2 separate regions of the Zea mays genome follow, and region 1 is linked to region 2. The links are chromatin contacts, called in public Hi-C maps. All regions are on one chromosome and are shown on one strand. The core of a region is the stretch at or near the end of the contact, and the rest is flanking DNA. Distances in the headings are between cores, read along the strand shown.

Region 1 (5,668 bases), core at 1,993-4,492, 150 kb before region 2:
CAGGATGAGGCGCATGGAGGATGCTGTGATGAGTTCGTGAGAGGTCTAGGCCGTCGTCTCCTGGCAACTTTGGGTTGCTGGATCGTTGTCTCCTTATGATGTAATTATTTATTTATTTTGTATAGAACTCCTATTATATATTAAATATGTGACATTCGTTTTTGTACCGCTATTCATCATATGTGTGAGACTTGGTCCCTGTACACCTGGTAATTATTTCGTGCCCGGGTCTTGGTGCCCCCGAAACTTGGGTGTGACAGTAGTGGTATCAGAGGAATGTTGACTGTAGGATGAAACCTAGATAGAAATGGACAACCCTTACTTACTTACCTCTGCTACTCTGATTCTTTCTAAACTTTTCTTAATCTTTTCACATCTATTTTCACTTTACTCTGATTATTCTTAGCTTTTCTTTTCTAAAGACAAAAGTGGATTTCACACTTTGAAATCCTGTACCTAAAGTGACCTTTAGGAATAGGAAACCTAATCCTAGGAACCAAAACAAAATTATTCTATAAGTATCTATGTACTTTAATGTTTGTTCTTATGATACTTGTCTGATTTGGATCTTTGATTGAGTGTGATGGGTTGTGGAGTAATATCTGCAGTTACATCTGCATATACACATAGGCAAAATAATAATAATAATTATGTCTATAAGGTAACTATACAACTTAGATTATCCCCCACTAAAATATATTTAGCTTAGTAGATCCATCTTATCTTAAAAGATACTCTCTTACCTTAATAGAATCATCTTATCTTGAAAAGATTTTATCTTATCCTAATAGATCTAACTGACCTCAAAAGATTCTACCTTATCCTTATGGATTCATCTTGCCCTAATAAGCATATTTATCCCACACTAGTGTAACAACCATGATCTAATCCAAAGTAATTAGATATTACCTAGTCTAACCTGGTTATACCGATCTAATCTAGATCCCTCTAATCTAATATGATCCAATCTAAAGTGAGTTACTTAATGGATAAGCTAATACTTGTGAAATAGATTAGACCATATCCACATGTTTTAACTTAGTTCACTCTGCACTAAATTAAAGAACGACATACCAACTCGGCTATATGCAACTACCTTAACCATCCGATAGTTACATAACCCCTCTGTTTTAACCTAACAGAGATTCTAACCTACCTACACCATATGATCCATACTATCTCAAAAGATTATAACATACCCTAATAATATTTATTCTACCCTAGTAGATCTATCTAACCTAAACTAGTCCATTCTAGTCATACCCAATCCTATCTAATCTATTATGTTCAAACCTAATGGGAGTCACTCAAACATGATTAGCTAATGTTGAGGAAATACATTAGACCCTGCTCCTATAAACAAGTTTGAGATCTTAGATCAACCTGACCCTACCCAATAACTTGACCTACAAAAGCAGGTTACATAACTAATCCCATCTAGCATATAGCTACCTACTAAACCCTCTACCCATCTGTTACCTACAGATGTATCTTAGGCTCTTGTCCCAAACCCGGTGGGTGACACCCAAGCTCAAGAAGGAAGAGATCCTCCTCATCAAACGAAGGATAGAAGTCAACCCAGATCTCTAGATGCGTTGGGGACCAACACTCAAGATGGAGTCTTACCTTGCTCTAATCTTTCTTACTATCCTTGCTCTAACCACATCTCATTATTCCTAGGAGGCCTTACATAAAAGATGCTTATGTTTCCTAATAACCTACTATTTATTGGAAAGGAAAACATTTTGTTAATGGAACAAAAAAATTAAAAAAATTAACTAAAACTACACATAGAACTTTCTGCAACCTCTTTCTTACTAATCTCGAGGATGAGATTATTTTTAAGGGGCTAGAATTTGTAACACCCTAAAGTTCAATCTTGTGAAAGTAAGGAAAATTTCTCGAAAGATTTTAAATCAAAACACCTTTCCTTAAGAATGTTCATAATTTGAAGTTGCTACTCCCAAAATTAATATATTTTTTAACTAAAATAAAAAGATACCTAGATAAACTAAATTATCCTCAGATTGAAATTATATAAGAATTATGATAAAACTACTTCTTAATATATAATATACAATATAAATTATATTTCCCTAAAAATTCATGGGATGTGAACTATTCCTTATTTCATGATTGGAACCATGTATACAAGAACTAAAATAAAACAAATATATATAATATATATATATAGTTTTGCATTCATGCTGGTGTTTTATTGATGCATCTAAAGGTAAAAAGTTTGGAATTCAAACTTGAGTTTGATTATGTTTTAAAATAGAAATCAGAAAATAAAAATAAAAGGCACACCAGCACTCACCTAGGCCGAATCTCAGCTCGTGGCCCACTCATTTTCTCCCCCCTGCGGCCGCATGGGCCGAATCCCTGTCAGCCGGCATTCACACAGAGCACGCCTGTTTTTTTTCCTGTGTCACTGCATGTGGGGCCGGCAGAGCTGCGTCGTCTTCCTCCTCCAGTCGGACTCGAGCATCGCTATCCGGTTTCCTCTGCACATGATTCTCCCCAGAAACAGTTGTGGATTTATGGGGGCCCTCGCCAGCTGTTCCTCAATCGAGCGCGGAGTATCATAACCAACAATGCTCGGATGAGATTTTATCCGGGTTCTGCTCGGGTTCTCGTTTTCAAATCCAGCATGGGTCGTTACCCCACCACCGCACCCCTAGGCTTGTGCCTAGTATATATATGCTCCCTACCGAGATCCCTTGGCTATCGGCGCCAGGTTGTCTTCAAGAATGAGGCAAACCCAGGGTTTGGTGAGGTCGGGTGGGGGAGGAGATTACCGCCATGGCTGCTCCTTGTCTGGGTGCGAGACTGTTGCCAGTAAAGTACTCAAGAAGGTTCACGGTGGCATGCTACATGTGGTTGTGGCCTCGGCAATGTAGTCCACCAGAGCGCTACCAATCTCTCACCGGGATCAAGCCGCCGCCGCAATACCGCCCTGCGACGTGGGCGGAGCCCTCTGCACTGCCCATGCTAGGTGAGACCCCTCCCCTTTGTTTCTCCTTTGTGCCCTCGTTGTAAAGCACCTCTCGGATCGGATTTTGGGGCATCATGGCACAGTGTAATGCAGCTTCGGCGGTCGCCGCCACGACCCCTAGGCAACGGCCATGGCACTCGTCGGGAGGAAGATGACCCTCTGGCCGTCAGACCATTGTGGTGCAGTCTGGATTAAATCAGGGAGGATGTAGACATCTTGCGCCGTAGATGCGCTAATCGACGGCTACGATTAAATGAGAGAATCACCCTTCGCGACATCAGATCTTGGTCATTTGATTGAAATCGGGTGGCCACGGTTGGATGTACCAGTTATTTATAAAGCAAAATCTAATCTAGGCCATCGGCTGGTGATCCAACGACCCTAGAATCTTGATACCCCTTCGGCCATGGCTGTTTCGCAAAAGAGCCCTCGGACTCCTTTTAAATCAACCTGCCGTCCACTAAAGTGTAAAAAGCGTAGCAGTTAGGTCCTCACATTTATGAAAAAGACCTTGTGCTTTCCAGATAATATATCTAGCGACCAATAGTACCCAGAAATAATAGGATAAATACAGAAAATGTATTTTTAGGTATATAAGCAATTCCAAAACTTAGATAATTCATAACTTAATTGTTTTAACTCCGATTTGATCTGTTCGAGTTGCATTAGATCTATATTGATATTGTTTATCATCCAGTAACTTTATTTTGTTATGAAATTGGGATTAAAAAATTATGCACTTAGTTCTTTTTAATCCAACACTTAAAACTTTGGAAATCAATAACTTCTTCGTTTTAATTCCGATTTGGTCTATTCAAGTCGTGTTAGCTTCATATGAATATTTACTATGTAGTAACATCATCAATTACACTATATCGCATAATTTTACAGTTAGATATTTACTTAACCTATGTCTACTAGATCAACTCTTCTAAACAAAGCTAACATGTCCATAATTATAATTTAGTTAAAATATGATCTCTAGTCAAGTTATATATAAATTTAAAGTTCAATTAATTATTTCTTTAGATTATTTTTATAAAATCAAAACAAGACCTAGTTTTAATCACTTAATCACGTGGGTCCTCCATAAACTATACCTCTTCAACTGTAACCCCAATTTTAGCGGTTCTCGAACCCACGATCTCGTAGCGACGCGTAGATTATTATTATGCAGTTTGTTATTATGTTTGGTGTAATATTAATTTTGCATATACCATGTTTTTCTACGACTAGCAGCGAGGTTACGAGTCACTAGAAGAGTAAGTTGGTACCTAGAATCTCAAGTCCGAGGCAAGTTGTGCCCTTGATCACTTCTTTTTACCCAATCATGTTCTTATTAATCATAATGATCTGCATAGGTTAATTTTGATGGGACCCAATAGGTTACCCTTCTTTGACTCTCTTTATACATTGTTTGCCACTGAATTTTTGGGTAGTACCTGCTATTGCTTTATGTGGTTTTGGTTATGGAGATATATGTTATTCATGATGATACTTTTATTATCAGTTTGTTATTTACTGTTCATGATAAGATCATTATGTTAATTGGAACATGGAGAACCACCCGGGAAAACAGTGCTACCACAAGGGTGGTATGGGACGCCCTTGGCTGACTAATTAGGAAAGCTAGTGGAGGACTACCTTACCCGAAAGGGGCAAGGGCAGTAGGGGAGTGGTCAGTGTAGGGATGTCCTTGGGTTGATTTTGCTGTGATGGCGCTCAGGCGAGAGATCTCTGCATTGGAGCTTCCTAGAAACTGTTGCGGGTTTTCTGAAGCTGGTGGAACTTTGTAAAGGCCTCGTAGTGTTACCCTGCCTCGCCTCCTCGGTAGAGGTGTATGGGAAGTCGCGATCCCTTGGCAGATGGGTAACATGACTTGTGGGTAAAGATGTGCAACCTCTGCAGAGTGTAAAACTGGTATACTAGTCGTGCTCACGGTCATGAGCAGCTTAGACACTCACATGATTAACTTATGGAATTAAATTCAAATTGTCATATGCATCGCATTGGGATTATTATTTTTTTTATTTACTATTAATATGGTTTGGTATTCACTTATATTTAGTAACTGCTAATAAAATTTTGACCAACTTTAAAAGCAATGCTCAGCTTTAACCATCCTCTTTGGTAAGCCTTACACTTCATATGAGTTCCCACCTTTGGTGAGTTCATGCATATTATTCCCCATAACTTGTTGAGCGATGAACGTATGTGAGCTCACTCTTGTTGTCTCACACCCCCACAGGTCAAGAACAGGTACCACAGGATGAGGCGCATTGAGGATGTTGTGACGAGTTCGTGAGAGGTCTAGGTCATCGTCTCCCAGTCAACTTTGGGTTGTTGGATCATTGTCTTCTTATGATGTAATTATTTATTTATTTTGCACAGAACTCCTATTATATAGTAAAGATGTGACATTCGTTTCTGTACCACTATTCATCATATGTGTGAGACTTGGTCCTAGCACACATGTTGATTATTTCGCACCTGGGTCTTGGTGCCCCCGAAACCTGGGTGTGACAAATATGGCGGTTTCTTCCACGGGCTAGAGAGAGGTGTGTGTGGGTGAGAGGGAGAGAGGCCTGAGGAAGGAGAGAGAGGGGTGTGCTAGGAACTGACGGGAGTTACTTAACTTCTGTCGGCATGGCGCCAAGCCTACGAAAGTTA
Region 2 (6,302 bases), core at 3,182-5,681:
GTTTTGGAATACGAGGATAGCGTAGAGGCATCTTACTATACTTCTTACGCTTTTGGCGTTTCAAAGTAGTAGACTCGGCGCCGGATGTGGAAGGTGATGAAGAGTCGGTCTCATAGTAGACCACCTTCTTCATTTTCTTTTTTTTCTTGTCACCCTTCCTATGTGACTTGATGGAGGAAGCGGATTCCTCCTTGTACTTGTCACCGACCTCTCTTGACGAAGTTCGTTCATCGTTCTTTCTTCTCAAGCCTTCGGGCTTTTCGCCGGTAACCATCTCCCTCTTGGTGTGTTCTCCCAACATCACTTCGAGTTGTTGGACTCTCATGAAGCACCGGGCTCTGATACTAATTGAAAGTCGCCTAGAGGGGGTGAATAGGTGAAACCTGAAATTTACAAACTTTAAACACGCACTATGCTCGGGGTTAGTGTTAGAAATAATTCAGAGTCGGAAGATAGTTCTTCTTGCCAAGAGTTGCTCAATCAATGCGGATAATATTAGGAGCAAACTCAAATCAATATAAGCAAGGGAACGTTTAGAGAGAGGAAAGAAAGGGAAACAAATAAAGTGATGATCAACACAAATGAACATGATAATTTGTTTACCGAGGTTCGGTTCTGAAGAACCTAGTCCCCGTTGAGGAGGCCATAAAGGTCGGGTCTATTTCAACCCTTTCCCTCTCTTAATCGGTCACACAGACCGGTCGAGTGCTTCTCCTTAATCACTTGGGTCACTAAGACCCCACAAGGATCACCACACAATTAGGTGTCTTTGGCTTGCTTTACAACACACTTGGAAGGTTTATAAGGTGAAGAAGAAAGCACGATTACGAAAGCCAAGCAACAAGAGCGACAAATAACACATGGATCACACTCTCTCAAGTCACTAAGCACTAATGATCACTTGTCTAAATTGTGGGACTTTGAGAGATTGAAAGCTTTGAGTGTGTCTTGGAATGGATTGCTAGCTCTTGTATTGAATGTGAATGAGTGGAGTGCTTGGATGTAGTGAATGGAGGTGATTGGGTTGTATTTATAGCCTCCAACCACTTCCTAGCTGTTGCTCCTTTTCTGCCGACCGCGGACGGTCCGCGCCCCTGGTCCGGATGGTCCGTCCCTGCACATCAATGGCTGAAATCGCAACGGTCGGCAGTAACGACTACATCAACGTCTATAGAGCATTTAATGCATCGTCAGATGTCAGATAAAGCAGTCGCGGACGGTCCGCGAGGACGCTAAAAATGAATTTTATCGAACCCGTCACCTTCGGGTTTTTCTAGTTTTTCAACGATCGGACAGTCCGCGCTGAGGATGGACGGTCCGCACTTTGTCTTGGACGGTGCTTGCTTCTCCATCGAATGGTCCATAGTGTTAACTTGTGTTTTTGCAGTGTTCCTGTCCGAGGCTCACCCTAGTGTCGCGGACGGTCCGCCACAAGGGCCCGGACGGTCCGCGCATAGGTGTTTTTCCAAAAAGCTTCTCCTGTCCGGAATAATCTACGGTATTCCGGATAGTCGACTTAGAATAGTTGTAGATGAACTTATGCACCTGAGAAATGATCAACTTGGCAAACTAGTTAGTCCATAAGGTTTGTGATGGTTGTCAAACACCAAAATCAATTATAGAAAATGTTTAAGTCCATTTCTCTTTCAAGTTCCAAGAAATGCAAGTGGACATAGAACCCTTTCCAATGAACATGATCAGTTTTGACGATAAAAAAGTCATGATTTGACCTAGTGCGATTGTTAAGGGCAAAGGCAAAGAGAATATCACCGGCGACCAACGAGAGGCCGATGAAGTCACCAAAATTTCTTGTAGCAAAGTGGTTGCAGAAAAGACCCCAGATGGAGGGGAGACATTGAAGATCACCATCCCAGCCTCCAATGCTGGGGTGCAGGCGCAGGTAGGTGGCCAAGTGCAGTGACCTGTTCTGTGCATCGCGAACGGTCTGGAGCGATCGGGCGGACGGTCCGGTAGTATCCAAGAGCAACGACGACCATGTACCTTAAAGCCACGACGACTAGAGATAGGTACGTGGAAGACCAACACATCTAAAGCATCAGGTCGGCTAGTTAAAGCCGACCCAACCTTTGATAAGTTACTATCCAAATATGTGAAAAAGAAGGTCAGTCCTAACAATCGGCCAGCAAACGACCCCATTCACCTCCATGTGAGAGACATGTAGGATCTAATGAGCCACCTAAGAACAATGTCCAACTAATACCCAATGCACCTACATGGACACCTTCACCCTCATATCCGCCTGTGCCATATCAATATGCATACCAACCGTCACCTTATGTCCCAAATCAGACGTGGGACATGCCACTATATCCATATGGGATGGCACAGTAACCCACTTGGGGGCACCCCAAACTTCCGTATTTGACAGGTTGGCGTCACCAGTGCAAGACGATTGAGTCCGCCTCAATCTGGTCACCAGGCACAGGTCCAACAAGAATGTTAGACTACTTGGTCGCAAAGGCTGAACAATCCAATAGAGGGCATGGAGACAAGATATCCATGAGCGCCAAGAGAACAACAAATAGAGATATCGTCAAGATAGGCACGACAGATGTCGTCATATAGGGGAACAATGAAGGGCCAATGATTTTTGGTAAATTGGCCAAAACAGACAAAGTGAGAAACACAGAAGCAACAAGTAAAACAGATAACCCAAAGTACTCCATGCCCCGATGGTGCCCATCGGGACTAACACGTTCTCAAAAGTGCAAATTGCAGCGCTTAGGAGCAAAAGAAAGTAGGGAAAAGGAGTTAGAAAAAATATTTAAAGACACACATCCATAGTACTCGCCGCCACGGAAGAGATAGAAACCAAAGGCCACCAAAACAACTCAAACAACCACAAGAATATAAAATGAAAAAGCAGTCCCTACAATTACCGTAGATAGTTTGGCTCCAGATTTAAAACTCCACGATCAACTCTCGCCTGCACATCCATCGATCTATGACCGAGACTCAGTCATGTCGAACCGTTATTTTCCATCAAATCGTAGTCGGCCATCGAGGATCTGACCGTCATAGAGGCTCTCTCCTACTTTCTCCCTCCTCTGATCTACCCCTAACCGAAAAACTAGGTGGTGATCAACGATGAGCACGCACACGCCCTGACGCCCCCCCCCCCCCCCCCCCCGTGCTCCACTCCGATCATTACTTGATTCAAAACGGAGAGGAAGCGATGTCAAAAACAGGAGGAGATACCTCACCGACGAGGAGGCAGGAGCTGGGCCACCCACGGCAGCACACGGATCCACGATAACGATTTGGCTCAAGTCAACAATCCTGCGTACTCTACCACTCTTCCTTGTGCGATTAGTCCACGGATCGCTTCAGTGGAGGCTCGAGACTACCCTGGTGCTCCTCCACGGTTTCGTCATCAGCGTGGCAAGGATTGAGTCGGCGGCGATCCTCCTTTTTCATGGCGGCTCACAACGGTGGCTCCTTTCTCTTCCTCATGACGGTGATGGTGGTTACTACAAACCGTGGGTACAAGATGGCCTATTGGTGTGGTGCCTAGACATTTATATGGTTTTTGTTTGAGAAATGAGCTAGTCTATCATTTTCGCACTCCTCACTTTTTTTGTTGGTTTGTGAAATGAAATTAGTTGATCTATCACCAACTCATTCCTCATAATTAGTCAATACTAATATGAGGAACGAGATCATCCCACCAAATTTGATAAATTTACCCATAATACACCACCTTATTTTGAATGGAGTGATTCCTCAATCCAAACACCTCGTATAGTTCGGAAGCATAGGGCCCACATGCGACAGAGTCCGGGTGGTGTGGGCACGTCGTTGCGACATCCACAGGGAACTCTAGAACAGTCTAGATCAGGAGAGGAAGAAAGAATCGATCACTGGGGCCCACCTGTCATCGGTACTAACACGGCTTAGGTCTCGTTCGGCTGTCTAGGATGTATTCCACGTTGGAAACAGTTCCAGACCAGGAAACAGTGGCCCACTCATTCTAGTCCAGGAACCAATCCGGAGGACATGAGACCAGGTTTCTTACCGGGCTGTGAACAATGGACAATCTCTAAACCTGGTGGCTTCTGTTTTTTATCCAAGTTCAAACGAACAGTTGTTTCAATCCGAGCCGGATTATAATCAAGATTATTTCTTTCCATCCGGAGGAAGGCTAGGAAATAAGGATCCGACCGATTGAGGCCTTGTTCGTTTGTGTTGGATTGTACCCGGAATCGTTTCAGCCAATCAAAGTTTATATAAATTAGAGAAGCAATCAGGTTAGGAATCATTCCGACCCACCAATCCGGCACAAACGAACAAGGCCTGATCCCACCGTGCAGCGGCTCCACCACGCGCATTCAGTGGAGACCCGACCCGTGGGCCCCAACTGCTAGCCGGTTGCGTGTGAGCAGGCTTGTAGTTTTTCATGGGTGATGTCATCATGGCGTCATGCTGATGCAATACGCGGCCAGAGAAATGAAAAAAAAAAGGAGAACAGGACGTGGGTTGTTGCTTGGGTGAGAAGATGGGCCGCAGGAATGCAAATGGGCTGAGGTGAGGCTTTTCTCTTTTTTTCTGATTTTCTTTTCTAGTTCTCTATTTACTCTCTCCTAGTTCAGATTTCAGGATTTGAATTTGAATTTGGTTGAGAAATTCTAATATGAATGCAACAAACAAAGAAATCCAGCATGTGTTGAAACATCTTTATATTATACATTAATTAATTAATCTTATTTATTTTGGTAAAGATTTTAGATATGTAGTGCACACACATAACTTATTTATTTTAGCAGAAAGTAATGTCCGATCTTTATTTACAATTACTTTAACTCAAATAAAAGAGTGTTTCTATTTATATAGTTTCATGAAGAGAATAACCCATTCTAATAAATAAATTGAAAGTCTTCCTATTTATTTATTTTGGTGAGTTTCGAATTAGATCAGAGTTTCGAAGTTTTAGATTTAATTTAACAACATTTTTAACATTAAATATGTGTTTATTTATTTATTTTGAAAATGGCCACTTTACTGTAAAATCCTCCATCAAAAGATACTTTAATTTGATTCTTCTAAGAAAAAACTTTACTAAACCTAAAATCAGGATTTTGGGGCGTGTGGTTCGAACCACGGCACGGTAGTAATAAGTATGTTAGTACGCGAGCCCTCCTGCCATGGAATGGTCCGTAGTACCCGCTCAACCACTCCATATTAGAGGAGTCAACTAAGGACGGCGGCACAATCGTTGTGAGACAATACGACACGTAACGACGACCACGGTATCGTGACTATACTATATATATGGCGGAAATAGAAAGAGTCATCCACAGAAGTCCTTAAGTCGGGCAGAGTCTAGGAGGATATGGAGCTACACGATAAGACTATGAAATAAAGGAAAACTCAGTTACGTGCAGTGGTTGCATGGACGCAGCATGGATCAGCACCGAGGAAATAGGAAGCTCATCGTTTCCAACTGGGAGCTAGTACACCTGTTACTTGCTATGATGAGAGCATGCCAGTTCCTGTTTGGATATCTGCATTTGCATGCATGTCGATTTTTATCTACCTTCTAGTTTGGTAAAGAGTAGAGAGATCAGGGTCTATGTGCCATCTCCTCAACTGCCGTGCTGCTGTCAGTTAGGACTAGGAGTAATCTTTTGCTTCGTTTAGAATCCGTCGTTAGTCAATCTCCCAACAATCATTTGGGAGCTGAATCGCCATTTGCTTTCGTATGTAATTGTTTTGTGGCAGAGGGAAGATCGAGGTAATGAAGTCACAAACTTTCCACTGTGTGTAGCTGTTGGCGGCACTGGCGTGTCTTTGTTTTGGGCATGATCCGCTGATCCCTCCACGCATTGATTATCCAGTTACTAGTCTGGACTCTGAACCAACACTTAATCGCTTTTCTTTTTTTTTTTTTTTTTTGCACGAAGACTGTTGCCAAAGTCCGAATTTTGCCATCAAACTCTAGCTTTTCTTGTTCATTGAACTATTGCCCCTCTCGAGTGGTCTTGAACTGGTCTAGAAAAAAAGATAAACAATTCATATTTACATCATAAAAAAACATGCTGCCCCCTTCGGCCCTTCATGCCATCATATACCTCTTAGCAGGTTTCTGAAAAAATTGTTGAAGATCAGGAGATCTGGATTCTTCAGCAAATCTAGTTCTGTCGGCCTTGGTCCCGCTGCAAAGATTTTTTATATTATAAGATAGTACGGATGGAATCATGTGCGGGAATAGTTCTCCGTTTGCCAACGCTGCCGCCTGCTAAGCCAGGACCAACTGGCTCTTGATGGAGTGGAAGCTTCCCATG

The links. A called contact is a pair of places that touch in the nucleus more often than the background predicts.
Region 1: a contact with region 2 is called in a Hi-C map of leaf, with 8 times the contacts expected there. The contact joins two enhancer-like sites. A contact is called at or near these places in 3 of 25 Hi-C or Micro-C datasets (ear, endosperm and leaf).

The regions. Positions count from the first base shown.
Region 1 is chr2:148,536,910-148,542,577 of Zm-B73-REFERENCE-NAM-5.0, reverse strand. No RefSeq gene overlaps it. Among protein-coding and RNA genes, the nearest start is that of LOC109944561, 6.9 kb to the left of the region's middle. Within about 2 kb of position 3,242, at least 18 of the 20 cell types and tissues checked have an H3K27ac peak or open chromatin away from gene starts, as enhancers often do. A contact at or near this core is called in ear, endosperm and leaf, where this site is marked.
Region 2 is chr2:148,391,905-148,398,206 of Zm-B73-REFERENCE-NAM-5.0, reverse strand. No RefSeq gene overlaps it. Among protein-coding and RNA genes, the nearest start is that of LOC100275926, 54 kb to the right of the region's middle. Within about 2 kb of position 4,431, at least 13 of the 20 cell types and tissues checked have an H3K27ac peak or open chromatin away from gene starts, as enhancers often do. A contact at or near this core is called in ear, endosperm and leaf, where this site is marked.